Regions from separate parts of the Triticum aestivum genome. Here region 1 is linked to region 2. Evidence: chromatin contacts called from public Hi-C data. All regions are on one chromosome and are shown on one strand. The core of a region is the stretch at or near the end of the contact, and the rest is flanking DNA. Distances in the headings are between cores, read along the strand shown. Region 1 holds the start of LOC123135857 (histone deacetylase complex subunit SAP18). Region 2 holds the start of LOC123135854 (UTP:RNA uridylyltransferase 1).

The links. A called contact is a pair of places that touch in the nucleus more often than the background predicts.
Region 1: a contact with region 2 is called in a Hi-C map of leaf, with 6 times the contacts expected there. The contact joins the promoter of LOC123135857 here to the promoter of LOC123135854 in region 2. A contact is called at or near these places in 2 of 5 Hi-C or Micro-C datasets (both in leaf).

The regions. Positions count from the first base shown.
Region 1 is chr6B:71,394,140-71,396,839 of IWGSC CS RefSeq v2.1, reverse strand. It overlaps LOC123135857 (histone deacetylase complex subunit SAP18), which reads right to left and starts at 1,318. Exons shown (of 7, transcript XM_044555087.1): 1 at 1,185-1,318; 2 at 934-1,087; 3 at 741-773. The coding sequence starts at 1,041.
Region 2 is chr6B:70,680,706-70,683,405 of IWGSC CS RefSeq v2.1, reverse strand. It overlaps LOC123135854 (UTP:RNA uridylyltransferase 1), which reads left to right and starts at 1,446. Exons shown (of 6, transcript XM_044555085.1): 1 at 1,446-2,300; 2 at 2,434-2,700. The coding sequence starts at 1,593.

The sequences.
Region 1 (2,700 bases), core at 69-2,568, 710 kb before region 2:
AGTACTTCCCCTTAAATTGAGCTCACAGTTCCAACACCAACAGATACCCCTTGAGCAATGAACATATGTGGTGTATAAATTGTCAGGTTGAAAAATTGTATGACATGTAGTGACTTAGAATGCTCGAAAATAATGGAATCTGCAAACTGCATGTATGTCAGCCATGATAAATAGGTTAGCGCTGAACTGCTGATGGCCTTCACAAAATTTTGTCAAGATTTAATAATTACGACATCCAAAATGTGTGATTTATATGTTCAATTACGGATAAATGGGTCTAGCTATGTTTACACGCCTTTTGGCCCCTGATTAGCCAGGTTTCATGTTGAAATTAAAACTGTAAGGCCTATCAAACAAACCAACATTCTGACAAACAAGTTTTGGGATCCTCTGCTGTATTACCGAGTCATGCTAGTTAAACACCTCCTAGTCAAGTGCTGCTCAACTACAGGTGCCATACGGGCGAACTGATCTACACAGCACCATCCGGGAACAGAGCTTATACATCCTTAAAAAATGCAACAACGTGAGCACAATGGTAATGGGTCGTGTTTTGGTAGCATCATTCAGACAGGACCATACGTTTCAGATTACTTCACCACCGACCACCCATGCACCAGAAGATCCAATCAAATATTGCACGATCCAAGCGAATTGAGGATATCATAATGCGCTGTAGGTGCACTAAAAGTCTAAAAGGAACAAGAAAGAGTAGAAGAAAAGAGATCATTGGGCCTTACCTTGGTGAAAACCCGGAGCAGGAGAGGGCAGGTCTGCACAAGAAGAATTCAATCGATCAGTCCTCGCAATCCTCTAATTTCAAAACCTAGCAAACCTACTAAGAATAGCGCTGCTGATGTGGACACTAGTATATGTCTGCACACTAGCTAGTATAACATGTAAAATCGTTAGGGTTGCGGAGGCCTGGCTGACCTTCTCGCGGTCGATGGGTTGGGGGCGGGGCCGCGCCATGGGAGGCGGGCCGCGGTGCATCGGCGGGCCCGGCCGCGGCCTCATCTGCATATCGCCCATGCCTGCCATCTCCCTCCTCGGAAAGCTCGAATCCGCCGCCCTGCTCTGACTGACTCTGCCGAGATCGATGCGACACGAACCAAAGAGACGCGTCAATCCACCAACCTTTCTTAAGCCAAGAGAGAACGAGAGACCAAGGAAGCCGCGCTGACCTGCTCCGCTGCCTCTCGCCGCTCGCCGCTCGCCGTCCGCCGTCCGCCGCCGGATTCTTCACGGGGTGGTGGGTGTGGATGAAGGTTGGGGGGGGGGGGGGGGGGGGAGTCCGCAGCGTGGATGTCTCTGAAGAAACCCTAAACTTTTGTGGTTTGCACCCTTTGCTTTGACGGAAATTCTTACCCAACCACGAAATCGTTGTTTTATAAGGTGCTTTGCAGAAGTTATCACGGTGGTACATCTAGACCGCTCGCTCAGGGGGCCAACGGTTGAGGATCTCCTAAGGTTGACACACTTTTCATCTCCATCTTTGCTTTTGCATTCTTCCTAAATCATACTACTACTACTTGGCCTTGCCTCTCTTTTTTTCATTGTAGAGGTGATCTTTGGATTTAAAGTAATTATGTAAAAACCAATTCAAGGATTTATTTATTGGGGAAAGTCGAACGAATACCATGCAATTCTCTATGGTTTGCATTCCTACACCATGATTCGTTAAGATTTCTAAAAACAGGTTAGGCCTCACGGGGTTTTCTACTTGTCTTACATGCAGTGCAGGATTTAGAATTTGATCAATGTGGGAGCAACATTATAAAGGGTAGCAGGTTTTTTTTGTCAAAACACATTACAAAAGGGGGAAATACTATGGTTCAACCGGTTGAAAACACAGTCCGTGTCCACCACCTTGTTTGCGCTACACGTGGCACTGTGAGTACACCAAGCTTATCCCCTCCTCTTTCTCAACCTTATCTCCTCGTCCATCTCGTGCGCCACTTTTTCTTCTTCCCTGGTCTTCATCCAATTCATCCCCTCCGACCCATCCCCAACCCACGCCTCGTCGCCGGTAGGCATGCTGATGTGCGAAGCCTCCATCCATCGGACATGCCCCTCCTCTCTCTCTCTCTCTATATATATATCTATATATATATATAGGGAAAATCCATCCTACCACCCGGTGGTAGTTACCCCACATGTCTCATATACTACCATATGATATTATATATACTAATTTATTATTTTAAAATATGTTCATATACTATATCTAAGCTATTTCAAAGCAAGTTACATGAAAAAATTGCATATGAGCCCATAGTTTTTGTTATATTTATGAAGTACGTACATATTTGTATGTAAAAAAGAGCATACTCAAAAAATGGTACATACTACCTAAAAGTTAGTATATATACTACCTAATCATTGTTATATACTACATACTACACATACATACTTTCGGTTTCGACGGTAACTACCACTGCTTGTAGGAAACATTTGTCCATATATATATATATATATATATATATATATATGTATATATATATATATATATATATATATCTTGTCTTGCGCAAGTGCCTCCGCCGATGCATCTGGAACAAGACCACGATCCGCATCTACCGTCCCGGGGGAGCACCGGCGTGGCCATCTCCTCAAGCCTAGTTTCCCGCAACAATTTTTCTACAATAATGGTGCTACTGCAAATGGCAGTGGCGGGCGGCGGCGAATGGCTACTTTGCT
Region 2 (2,700 bases), core at 197-2,696:
TGTCTTCGTGAAGTCATTGCTTATCTGTCTTATCTGATTGACTTCATTGCTTGACTACTATTGTTGATTGGCTTCATACTATCTTCCATCCTGATCCTACTACCTAGCTGCTATTAGTCTTCGTACGTTAACGCTATTGCATACTTGACTATGGCTTGCTTGTTGTAGTTTATCTTCCGCTGCATATCAATTAGGTTATTTCTATTGTTTGTCTTCGAAACTTCCACGTTTTGAAGACTTTGATAAAAATCGCCTATTCACCCCCCCCCCTCTAGTCGATAACTAACACTTTCAATACCTGTCTGCTAATCCGGTATTTCATGTCCGAACGAAACACATCGAAGTGGACTATCATTTTATACGGGAACGGGTATCTCAGAAGCAACTACAGATCAAGTTCATCTCTTCCAAAGATCAACTTGCGAACATCTTCACCAAGCCGTTACCTCTACCACAGTTTGAGAATTGTCGGCGCAATCTTACCCTTCTAGATTCTTTGGGAAGTGGCTAAGATTGAGGGAGGGTGTTAGACTGTATAGCTTCTGTATATGTGTACGTATGATGTAACGTTGTACCCCTTCATTATATATATGTGATAGGCCACCCCTAGAGGGTTGAGCCAGTTCCCCCAAACCTATTGTCTTACACATCCATAGTTTTTTGGAAGGACTTGGGTATTGATTTTCTTGCACTGAGAAAACCATGACATATGGGTTATGCATTTTCCTCTACTACAAGTATGTGTTTCCAAGAGATGAAATGTCAATACTAATATATGTATGTATATAAACTCCTATATGAGAAACTACATAGAGTGTCTTAATGCATAAAGCATACTTCTCTTTAAAGCGTAGAACAAATGGGCTGTTGGGTGGCTAGCGAAGGTATTGTATCCACGGTTCATAAGGGGCCAAACTCTAGGCGTAACAAAGTAACGCGTCTAGAGGGCAACCAAGATCATGTGACATATATAGGCTCGGTTTTTCCCTCTTATTCTTACTTCTTTTTCACGACTGCTATATCGGTGTGTATAACTAAGCTTAAATCTTGGAGTGGTCTGGGGCCCTGGGCCTTACATTTCACCCACCCGCTCTGCCCCTGCTTGACGCCACGTGTGTCTCATTAAGATGGATTTATATCATTATTACAACACCAAAAAAATGATTATTGCCACAAAAATGACAGAATCGATGTGAGATGCGTCGAAAGGATCGTCGACATTGATCCCCGTGAGTTCGGTCTACGGTACCGCCAGTATACGTTGTACGAATGTGTGTGTGTGTGTGTGATGGTGTATGTCTACATTGTACTCGGTGTTTCTTGGGGAAAAAATATCTATATGCAAACTATTTTTTACATTATGTTTTCACTTATCATCTTGTGGTAAAAATATAGACATGGTTCTGTTTCCATCGATAGAGAGGGGGTTGACCCGCAACCCGGCAACCCACGCTGCGTCGAAGAGGCGAGGCGCTCCCGCACTGACACACTCCACGACCGACCTCACGCCTCCCTCGCTCGCTCGCTCGCTCTCGGGAATCGCGAACCACCACAACCACCACCACCCCAGCCGCCTCGCCGCGCCGCGCGCCATGGCCGGCGGCGACGCCAGGCCCCTCGCCGACGCCGCCTTCCTCCGCTTCCTGCTCCCGTCCCCCAAGCCCGAGCGCCCCGCTCCCGCCCGCCTCGCCCCGCCGCACTGCCTCGTCGCGCCCGCCCAGCCGGACCCGCCCCCCGGCGCCAGCCCCGACGAGCGCCTCTTCATCGTGCCCCCCACGCGCCCCGCCTGGCTCCCTCCGCAGCCGCAGCCGCCGCCCCCTTTCCCAGTCCCTCCGGCGCGGCGCGTCCACCCGGCCGCCGGCGCCGCGCGCAATGCGGGCCGCTTCGCCGCCGGCCGGGGCGGCCAGGCGAGGCGGAGGGTCGGGGATTTCGCCGGGACCAGGGGCCGCGCGGGCCCCGATAGGCGGAGGGCGGGCGGGGGCCTCCCCGTGAAGGCGAACGGGGGCGAGGACCGCGCCGGGGCCAGGCGGGCGGCGGCGGCGGCGGCGCGGAGAGAGAATAAGGTGTGGGTTGCCGTGGAGAGGAAGGGTGCGAATGGCGGAAGCGACTTGGACGACCAGGGGGGCGTGGGCGGAGGCTACGCAGGCGGAGACGAGGCTGGAGGCAGCATCGAAGGGGAAGAGCAGCTGGAACCGGACGACGGCGACGGCCGGCGTCTCGGGGAGGAATTGGAGGATTCTCTCCTCATCGCCGGTGATCAAGAGCGCCATGACAGTGACGGCGGCCAGCAGTCAAGCGAGGTGCGGAAACCCCCAAAAAAATCATCCTTCTCTTCAAATGCTCATGGAATTCGATTGCACACTGCCATCACATCTGATTTGCCCCCAAAATCAACTTTTTTAGCTCAACTGGTCACCTTTCTTCGCTCTGCAGAGCACCATGTCGCATTCGAACCAATCACGGCGCCTGCAGATCAGAACACACACAGGGTGGATGGAATGCCGCCATGACATCGGCACCTTCGCCTCCGGCCTGCTCTCCATCTACGAATCCCTCAAGCCATCAGAGGAGCACCTGTCCAAGCAGAGCCAGCTCATAGACTCCCTAACCAAGTCAGTGAGCAAAGAATGGCCCAACGCCCAGCTGCATCTCTACGGATCATGCGCCAATTCCTTCGGGACTTCCCACAGCGACGTCGAC